2 separate regions of the Hordeum vulgare genome follow, and region 1 is linked to region 2. A link is a contact called in public Hi-C data. All regions are on one chromosome and are shown on one strand. The core of a region is the stretch at or near the end of the contact, and the rest is flanking DNA. Distances in the headings are between cores, read along the strand shown. Region 1 holds the start of LOC123443784 (protein ALTERED PHOSPHATE STARVATION RESPONSE 1-like). Region 2 holds the start of LOC123443782 (serine/threonine-protein phosphatase 6 regulatory subunit 3-like).

The links. A called contact is a pair of places that touch in the nucleus more often than the background predicts.
Region 1: a contact with region 2 is called in a Hi-C map of leaf, with 5 times the contacts expected there. The contact joins the promoter of LOC123443784 here to the promoter of LOC123443782 in region 2. A contact is called at or near these places in 3 of 6 Hi-C or Micro-C datasets (all in leaf).

The regions. Positions count from the first base shown.
Region 1 is chr3H:336,324,868-336,330,019 of MorexV3_pseudomolecules_assembly, reverse strand. It overlaps LOC123443784 (protein ALTERED PHOSPHATE STARVATION RESPONSE 1-like), which reads left to right and starts at 1,441. Exons shown (of 6, transcript XM_045120311.1): 1 at 1,441-1,784; 2 at 1,902-3,017; 3 at 3,422-3,591; 4 at 3,833-4,056; 5 at 4,201-4,531; 6 at 4,766-5,152. The coding sequence starts at 2,111.
Region 2 is chr3H:335,839,454-335,844,682 of MorexV3_pseudomolecules_assembly, reverse strand. LOC123443782 (serine/threonine-protein phosphatase 6 regulatory subunit 3-like) reads right to left here and starts at 1,683. Exons shown (of 19, transcript XM_045120310.1): 1 at 1,401-1,683; 2 at 448-551. The coding sequence starts at 1,439.

The DNA of each region.
Region 1 (5,152 bases), core at 192-2,691, 490 kb before region 2:
TTTTTTACGGTCTCTTTTGACGCATAAAATAAGACAAAATTTACGAAACGTAAAATTACGGTGCATTAATGTTAAAATAGAGGGGGTGAAGAATAACTATTCCTCACCCAGGATGACGAATAGCGCGGCCCTATATATATATATATATATATATATATATATATATATATATATATATATATATATATAAGTATACCGAAAACCCGTATTATCAAAGTAAATATACCAAATGTTCCTAGTTAGTTCGTATAGCTTGCATGGACGGCGTGAACCCAAGAGCATCTACACCCGGACCTGGCAAATCTGAACCCTAAAATGTCTTCACCAGACACGTCTTAAATAATGCATTCTACAACCAGATACCTCAAATTGAAAACCTCAAATCCATATTATTACATGCATGTAAAACGATCTTTAAGAACTCGTCTGACTCCACCGTGTCCATGTCCGGCGGCTGACTGCGGCCCTCATAGTGTCGGTGCGATCGCCGACGAGGTAGAGTAGGACATGAGACACTAGCCGACTCAAGAGAGTCGAGCTCCCGTCGTCTCTCATGCCTTACTCTTTCTAGTCGGAGCCCGTAACTCGGACGATGCCGATGGATGTGAGGTCGATGACGGATCCTTCCTAGGAGGAGCCTACGTCCACCACGACGTGGTTGCAGCGCCCGCGCCCGTGCATCATACGGGGTGCCGGAGAGTGTGACTCCGCCTTTCCAACGCCCACCGTCGCAAGGGCCTCCGTCGCCTCCCGCGCCTGCTGCCTCGCACGGCGGGCACACCGTGCCATGTTAGCATTCGCGGTCGCCCATGGTGCCTCCTTGACGTGTCAACGGAGGGATTGCGCGTCCGCCACGACGTTTGGACGCTAGATAGCACGCACCGCCTCCGGTGAGGCAGCGACACCGGATCCAAGCACAGGTTGTGTCGACGCAATGGATTCCCGACGTTATGAGTCCGATCGCTACTGTCGGGCGGCCGCCTCCCGGGAGCGCTGGAGCGCAAGCCGGACGACCATCTCCTCCTGAGGGTCACGTGGGATGAGCTCGTGGTCGAGGGATCTGAAGGGAAAGGACTCGGATCCGTTGCCCGTCATGCGGAAGGAGGTGAGCTTGCATGGCGGATGTGAGTGAAATGAAATGACTAGGATTTGATGCGACGAACGGATGAGGACGAATATATGTAGGGTCGATGCGGACGAGCGAAGGCCAGACGGATATGGTGGATGTGCTCGGGCACACCCTGGCGTTCTATATCCGTTCCACATTTTGATTGGATACTAGGAATGTCGATTAATCTGTACGTTTAAAACCTGTTTGAAATGCCCGGCTGGATGGAAATTTCAGGATCGGCCCGCGACCTGTCCGGCCGTACAAGGGGTATAGAAGGACAAAAGAAAAAAAAGGAAAATGAGAGGACAAGTGGAAGAGTTTCCGTGACAGAGGAAAGTGGCGGAGCAGGTCAAGTCTGACCACCATCCTTGCTGCACAATTTCTTCCTCCTCGCACCGGTACTTTACCGCGGCCCGGAAAGAAAGCTAACCAAATCGCACACCTTTGCTTTCCCCTTTCTCTTCTCCTTTTCCCCTTTCTCCCTCGGCTCCCAATTGTCTCGTCCTCTCTCCTCGTCTCTCCTTCACCACCTGCCAGTCCGTGTGCTTGACCAGATAGAGGGAGGGCTCTTGAGGTTGTCTAGATCCCTTCTTTCTCCAATCCGGGGCAGCGTAGCTTTCAAGCTGGCCGCCGACTCCAAGATTGCGGACCGGCGTGCATTTCTTCCTTTCCAGTAAGTCCGTCGAGCAGGCTAGAGTTAAATCGAGGCTATTCTTTAGGTGTATTATTATTTTGCCTCAGTTCGTGTTAGCTGAATCTTGATGTTTGGATCAACCCTTCTGTGTGCCAGATATTGATGTAGGAGCGGGCTATCTGCGAGGATGTGAGAGTGGTTGTTGCGGAGGAGAAGGAGCGATTTCTTTTCTTGTTTCGGCGGGGTTGCTAGGAATCAACAGCCGGACTGTTGGATGCTCTCTGGAATTTCGACTGAGGCCCCCGATTTGGGATTTCCTTTCAGCTGGTGCTGCAATCTGCATTATTTAAGTTTGTTGGCGGCAGATGGGTTGCAGGCACTCCAAAGTGGAGGACGAGGAGGCGGTGAGGAGATGCAGGGACAGGAGGAAGCTCATGAAGCAACTCGTGCGCCGCCGTGTCGACCTTGCAGCTGCACACATTACCTACCTGCAGGCTCTCCGCAACACAGGAGCCACTCTCCGGCAATTCGCCGAGGTGGAGACTGCATCGTCGCACCAGTCCCTTCCAGTCGCCGCCTCACCACCTCCTCCTCCTCCTCCTCCCCCTCCGCCGCCACCACCGCCTCCGGCATACTCTGTGACTTCTTCCATGCCACCACACTCCGTGACATCCTCAATGCCGCCATCACCACTCCCCCCACCACTCATACCGTTTAGTCCGATAAGGATAAGAAAGAGGGAGAAGAGAGATGGTGAACTCGACGGGGATGATTCCACGGATGAAGACGACGACACTGACAGCTGCTCAACGCCTCTGCCCCCACCGCCGCCGCCCGGTATGGAGTGGGAGTACACGGACCCAATCACCATGCGTCCCTTGTATTTTCTTCCATCTTCGTTGGCTGATCAGGACGATAAAGAAGTGGCCTCACAGGTCAGCATGGATGACGATTGGGTGGAAACAAACATAGAATTTGATGAACAAGATGAAAGCGTCTCTCGCAATGCTGATGGCGTTGTTAGGCGTATGGAATTGCATCCAGCAAAGAGCAGGGTTCTGGGTGATGAAAACTCATCAATGGTGAGCAGCTGGGTAACAAAGGACTCAGACTCTTCGGTTATGGCCTGGGCGAATGACAAGTCACTGGTAGAAATAGCCAAGGAGATTGATGAGTACTTCTTGAAAGCAGCCGCAAGTGGGACTGATGTTGTTATACTTTTGGATTCTGCTACCGGGCGGCTAGATCCTTCAGAGGTGCAAGTAAAGAAAGGTAATGTATTTAGTTTTTCTCATCCATATAGCACCCTTGATATTTGTTTAGATGCGGTAATGTATTTAGTTTTTCTCATCCATATAGCACCCTTGATATTTGTTTAGATGCCACTTACTAACTTCAACTCTAGCCTATTCGCAAAATAATAATAATAAAACTTATACTCTAGACTCTTATGATGCATATGTACTATGAAGTATGTCAACCTTCTTGTGATCTTGTCTATGTATTGTTTGATTCTCCAAGTGTTATGCATCAAGTATACACCAACACATTGCAAAGCAATAGGTAATGGCAGTAGGAGTTCTATATTTTGGGATCAACGACATTCCAAACGCCTCTCTATTACCTTTAACAAACCATCACTTCCTGAGGAATACCGTTTGTTGTTCTATGTGCAGGAAAAAATTCGAAGTCTGCCAAGGTTTTCTCTACACTTTCTTGGAGTTGGTCATTCAAGTCTGTGCATGCTAACAGAGAATCCTCAAGTGATGCTTGTGGATACGGTTATCATGGGAAAACACTAGATAAGCTTTATGACGAGGAGCAAAAACTCTATCAGTTAGTTAAGGTGCACTATGGGAGTCTTAAGCATTATTTTGATTTGGTCTATGTTCACCGAAATGCATTGCACAATACACTCAAGGATTGAGATTAGAGCTTATAGCTTGTGTCTTAGATTTTGATGAATCATTTATTGTTTAGGAAACTTTTGTTATCTCTATCAAGGGAAATTGATGCATCATGAATAAATGTCGACTTGTTACCTTATGTTGCCAGAAGGACACATTGTTGACTGTCCTATATTGCAGGATGAAGAATTTGCAAGGCTCGAATACAGAAAGTACAGTTCATTGCTACAGAAGCTAGAATCAGGGGAGCATGATAGGCTGCAAGCAGAGAAAGTTCGGGATATTATCGAAGAACTGCAAACTCGGATAATGTCCTTAGAGGAAGCTGTAAGTTTGAAATGTTTGACCATATCAAAGCTCAGGGATGAGGAGCTATATCCTCAGGTTATTGAATTAGCTGCAGGGTGAGCTCTGAAAATTCGTGAACTAGCATATCCAATATAGTTCAAAAGCTTATATTTTTACTAGTATCATGCTATTTATGTGAGCGTTTATTTTCATGTCGGTTTTCTCTTCTGACACGCTTATTTTCCTTCCTTGTGACTCAGGCTTGTACATATGTGGAGAAACATGTACGAGTGCCATAAGGTTCAGAACCATATCGCCCAGCAAGCCAGTCTCCTTGGCAACCAACCTGGGAGTGAGCCGACGACTGACTCCCATTACTATGCAACATCTCAGTTGGAAGGCGAAATCTCTGCATGGCAGAATTCTTTCTGTAATCTGATCACCTTGCAGCGTGAGTATGTAACTATCCTTAACCAATGGATTGGACTCACCGATTGTCTTCCTGATAATGACGGCTTCATGAGAAGTTCATCTGGAATCCGTAGCCTCTGTGGGGAACTCGAGCACGCTCTTGAGAAGTTACCTGACAAGGTAGAGTAAAACCAACATGATATATTCTTTCAGAGTTTTGTCTGTTACTGCGAAATCAAGCTTTGCGGGTGGTTTTGGTTGAACATTCATCATACATATTTGGACGATGAACCTTCCATTCGTACCATATATGAATAATCATACATACTCTTTTTTCACATGCTGGTTTTTATTTGACCTGTCTTCCCCTTTCTTTAATTAATGAATGTTCCCTTCTTTTTTATGTATAAACAGGTAGCTGCAGAAGCAATAAAAGCTTTTCTGTCAGTCATACACTCTATCGTTATACAGCAGGCTGAGGAGCGTCAGCTGAAGAAAAAGTCGGACAGCATCGAGAGCAAGTTCCACGCCCAGCTGGAGAAACACAGCGAAAACGCAATGCAGAGCTCAGGCCAGGTTTCGCACGCCAGGAGCTACTCAGTATCAAAGGACGACTCGAAGCTGGATGTGTTCAGAAAGAAGGTCGAGGAGGAGAAGGCCAGGTACCTCAATTCCTTGAGGACCAGTCGAGCCATGACGCTGAACCATCTTCAGACGAGCCTCCCGAACGTGTTCCATGCCCTGACGGGGTTCTCAGGAGTCTGCGTGCAGGTGTTTGAAGGCATCAGCCGATGCAGCGAA
Region 2 (5,229 bases), core at 434-2,933:
GTGCTGCTGGAGGGAAATGCTAAAGTCCCATTCCGAATTCCATTAAGGTTGTATTCCTACTAAGAAACTTTGGGTTATACTCTACATCCCATTCCAGCTCGTAAGTAATCCAATTTCTGTATTAGCCTTTGAACAGCATGGGTCATGAAAGGACCAGAAAAGGAATGCAGTAGGATGATTCTATCTTTCCTATGTATGGGGCACATGATTCTCTTAAGTGCAAAAACAAATGCACTTGACTCATATATGTACACTGGTTCATATTCCCTTAACCTAATAAGCAACTTTGTTTCCTTTACAACGGTTGCAGCTATCTGAAGAGAAAAATATATAATTCTTATTTGATACTCTAGTACACAGTATGAAAATGAATAGTAAGGTTAGACGATAAATCAAACATGACACCCATGTAAACCTCAACTAATAACAGAAGCTCAAGGAAATTACAAATTTATGAGTCGGGTGTTCAGTGCTTTGCACTCTTGAATAATTTCATCCTCGTCAAGAAGTTCTTCAAGTGTAAAATTTTCCTTGTCTAGGATTGTATCCACCTGAAAAAATAATATATTAAGTTAGGTATATTCATAACCTTTGTTTCTAAAATACTATGAAAATATATAAATATATCATTGAGGATAAAAAATTATTTACATTGGTATGAAATAGTATTATATTTATCATTATTATTCATGATTGATGTGAGACATGAGATGAAATGATGGAGCCATTGAGTAAAATCATCATACAAATCCTGATACAGCTGAGTATGGATGATTGAACACAAGATTTTATGAAGGCAACTGAACACAATACCAACGAATGGAACTGGAATTGGAAAGGTACTTAGTTTTTCTCAAACATGATATTATATCGGAAGAAAATTAGTAGAAACCAAGTAGCTCATAGAGTAAGTTCATCCTAAAACAGCTTAAGTACCCAACTCATATGAATCTTCAGTTTACGATGCTAATCAAATGGTATCACACATCAGATCAGGGATTCAGTTTTAGGAACACAGCAGCTTTGCCATATGCATCCCCTGTTACACAATGATCCGAGTCCTCCCCATGGCTAACTTGCATGCAAACATAACCGAATCCAAACCGAAGGCATCTACTCCATCCCTGCAACCCGCCCCAATCATGATAAGAGCACATGCACGAGCTCGCCAATGCAAAATCACAAACCTCGCAGTCGCAGCGCACCCGAGAACAAAATAAGAGCAAGCGAGCATTATACAACCCAAGTGCGGCACCCAATCCACAGTGTCAATCTAAACAAATGGGTTCACGACCAAGCTCGCAGCCACCGCAGCACAAAGGGGCGGACGGACGAACAAACCAATCTGAGAGAGCGGAGGGGGGTGGGGGGGGGGGGGGAGCTACGAGCAGGGAACTCACGGGCGAGGCCGCGGAGAGACCGGTCATGCGCCAAAACATGGTGGCGGCGGCGGTGGATCTAGGGTTTCCGGCCCCGGGAGGCGCGAGTCCGCGGCCGAATCCGCGCGAATCCGGGCGGCGGCGGCCGGATTGGGCGACCGGGGAAGGGGGGTGGATCGGGAGAGGGGCGAGCGGATCGAATTGGGATCGCGGGGGGTGAGAGGCGCACGAGAGGAGGAAAAAACAGCACGCTTTTCTATTTGGGCTTTCCTTGGGTTTGATTTGGTTTGGAGATGGGGGATTGGAGCTGGCTCTGGCTGAGGGGCGCTGTTACTTTTGGCGACGACCGCAGATGGCGATGGGTTGAATGAATTATTTGCTCACTTGTGTTGTTAATTCCCTCCGTTGAGAAATATAACATGCTCTAACTATTTTATGAATCGTACGTATAGAATGTTTCAATATATTTATTCACTCATTTCAGTCTATATGTAGATCATATTAAAATATTTAAAACATCTTATATTTATAAACAAAGGAAGAAATTGTTAATTTTTAAGTATAAAAGAAGAACAATTTCTGAACAACGGACTTGTTTCAAATCTAGGTTAGTTTTGTCTATAGCGATATGTCTGTTGGTGGTTATTGCTTACAAACACATATTCATATGTAACACATGTATATGAAAATAGTCGATGGAACTTTATTTATCGCATAGGTTCAGTTGGTTTTAATAATGGGTCATTTCTACTTCAACTTTTAGATCGTACATACTTCTAATTTTTTAGACTACTCAAATATTGTTGCTGCAATAATTTGCTTCCTTGTGTTTTGGTGATTGATCTTATAAATAGTGTGGGACTAATGTGTTTGCTCGTGCACACAGAATGTTAAAGTTCGTGAAGTCATTCGAAACTCCAAAGATAATCTTCTCCGCGGCAGCGAAGATTATCACCGAAGATTATGTTGTCGAAAGTGACCCCCTCAAAATTGCTGATGCAAGGCAATTGATTCAATGTGTGTCCGAAGAAGTTGACGGCAGACGAGAAGTTTGAAGACGAAGCGAAGACGTAGTATTTTGTTTGGTTCTTCTTCCTTTTCTTGAGTCATGGGACCGCTACTATTAAGTGGGTGTAGTGCTCGAAGCTTACGATTCTCTAATGCTAAACCCGAAACCTAAGTAAGATGAGAAGAATCTCTTTATGCTCCGAACAAATACTTGTCAGCAAAAGATAAAGTTCTTCTTCGTTGCGGAAGTTTTGGTTCAGACCAAGGAGTTAGCATTTCTTGCCCCACAAGTAATATTTTTCGTTGTGCTCAAAAATCCGACCGTTGAAGACGTGTCAGTTGGTCATTAGCCGAGTGTTCATGTCCAAAATGATCCTTTCCCATCGGGAAGACCGCGGCTATAAATGGCCCACCCCATCAAACATTGTGAGTTGGCTGCTCCATGATATTTCAAGAAGATTAAGTGAGCACCCTCTCCCATGAGTGATTTGAGTTCAAAATCCATCAAGAGAAAATGCAAGAGCCGAAAAAATAGATAGTGGTTTAGTATCACTTGAATCTAAGTTGAGTACACTCCACCTATTACTCTTGAGAGTTGCGAACTCTTTAGACAGTTAGGTGTCAATTTCTTCAATGCCCAGGAGTAATTGTGGTTCATGAAGAAGAAGTGTGTAAAGGTCCGGAGATCACCTCAAGCATCTACCACGAGTGATCGACACTAATTGACAAATCAATCGTCGAGGAGAATAAGGCGAAGAGAGTTTATCTTCTGTGTTAAATCACAACTGAGAGAGTCCGGGGCTAAGGGGTCCTCGGGCCGCCGACCTATCTCTACGGGTCGGACTCCTGGCTACTTCGGACAACCAGCGAGATATACGAGGAAGATTCCACAAGACTTGATGATCAAGGCAATGATTCCTCTATAGTGACGTAGCCGACCAGGACTCTTGTTATCCTAGGCCTATGGTGCATTATGTAAACCGAGGCCAGACTACTCGATAGAAAATCTCATATTGAGACACATTAAGCTCATTACGGTTAGGGTTTAGACCACAACACCCGATCTCGAGATAGATCAACTTTGCACTATGTACTACATCATCAATACAACAAGAGCGTGACGTAGGGTTTTACCTCCATCAAGAGGGCTCGAACCTGGGTAAACATCGTCTCCTTCGTCCCTTGTGATCCATCGATCCAAGATCCACTGTTCGGACCCCCTACTCGAGATCAACCGATTTTGACACCGATGTTGGTGTTTTCATTGAGAGTTCTGCTATGGGATCGCCAAAGGATCGATGGCTCGTCCGCAGAGTGCAATTTTCTCTCGAAAGCAGGATCATGTTCATCGTCCCCGCCTCCTCGAGCATCGCTTTAACGTTTGCTCCAGTGGAATTGTGCGAAGTTGAGTCTAGAACAACCCTGCAAAATTTTGTCGTGTTCCGATGAAGAAATCTCTGGCGATCTCCGATATATCGAAGCCTTGTCTAATTTGGACGGGAATGTGGATGAGTTTAGGGCGAGGGGTACAGTATCCAACTCGTACATCCATTGGAAAATATCACCGTTCATTGAATGCGGAATTCCTATATCGACCACCCCTCAAAATTTCAGCATGATCTGACCGTCCAAACTCTAGAAAGTGTTCCATGAGTGCATCAATTTTTTGGATTTGTTTTCTTCGCGAAACTGAATCCGATCCGAGTTCATCTTTCTTCATGAACGGGGTTTTGTACATCCTTTTTGAAGGAATTTCTAAGGTATTATGTGTTGTTTTTAAACACACGACCATAAATTTTGACCGTCGCGACGATGTGAAACCGGCCCGACAACATTGCTACACAGCTTCCGAGTTGTGCCGGCATCGAGTGTGTCGCCACTCTATCGATACAACGACGACCATTGCGGATCATCATCTCGATCAGTCGACCAAGAGTTCAGCATCACGAGGACCGAATAATCATTAAGAGAATCTCGTCACCCACGGGTTGCACGGGTCGGGCGCGTTGTTGCTTCATCAAGCCAGCATTGCCTACGTCACAAAATCTGACCTACATCGGCATCGTCGCGTCGTCGTTTTATTCAAAATGATGTTTAACACGCCGACCTTCTTTAACACGTCGGCTGACATGGGGGCTCCAAAGTCACCATACCACCCTGCTCCGTCACCTCGGCTAGAACGGGGGTTTTGCCATCTCTTCATCAAACTGCTCCGAGGACTTCGACGTAACTAACCGGCCAACTTCGTCATGTTAAATGGATCGAGGGCTTCACCTCACCACATCGACCGTGATGTGTCGCCACTTCATCAAGACAAGCCCTTCGCTCGGGCACCTCAGGACCGGCTTGGTGGTTGGGACCTTGACCCGCTACAACCTCATCCCACGTCACACCGAGCACATTAACCAGCTAAGTCGCTTTCATGCTCAACCTTTTTTCAATTTTTAATTTCTATGTGGTTCAACCGAGCACTATATTTGTGTTAAAAAATTGTTTATCAAAAATTTAGCTTGTTTAGAGCATTGTTTGTTAGGAACACTTCATTTGCCCATGTTACCTGGGGCTCTTAAATTTTATATGAGTTGTTTTATAATAAGTGTTTTCTTCTTGGTCGTTACAAAGTCTTTTTCTACCGCTCCTTTCTCTACTCGAGTGTGTGGTCAATAGCCGGATTGCCTGTTTTCTTTCTAAAGCCACTCGAGTTTAGTTCAGTGAACTGGCCTTGGAGAAACACTCCACGTTCGGGATATTGAGGTTGAAGCCGAAGGCTGGCCCGCTTGAAATCTTGAGATCGTATGTGTCATGTTAAAGCACGACACAAGCACAAAGTAATTTTAAGACC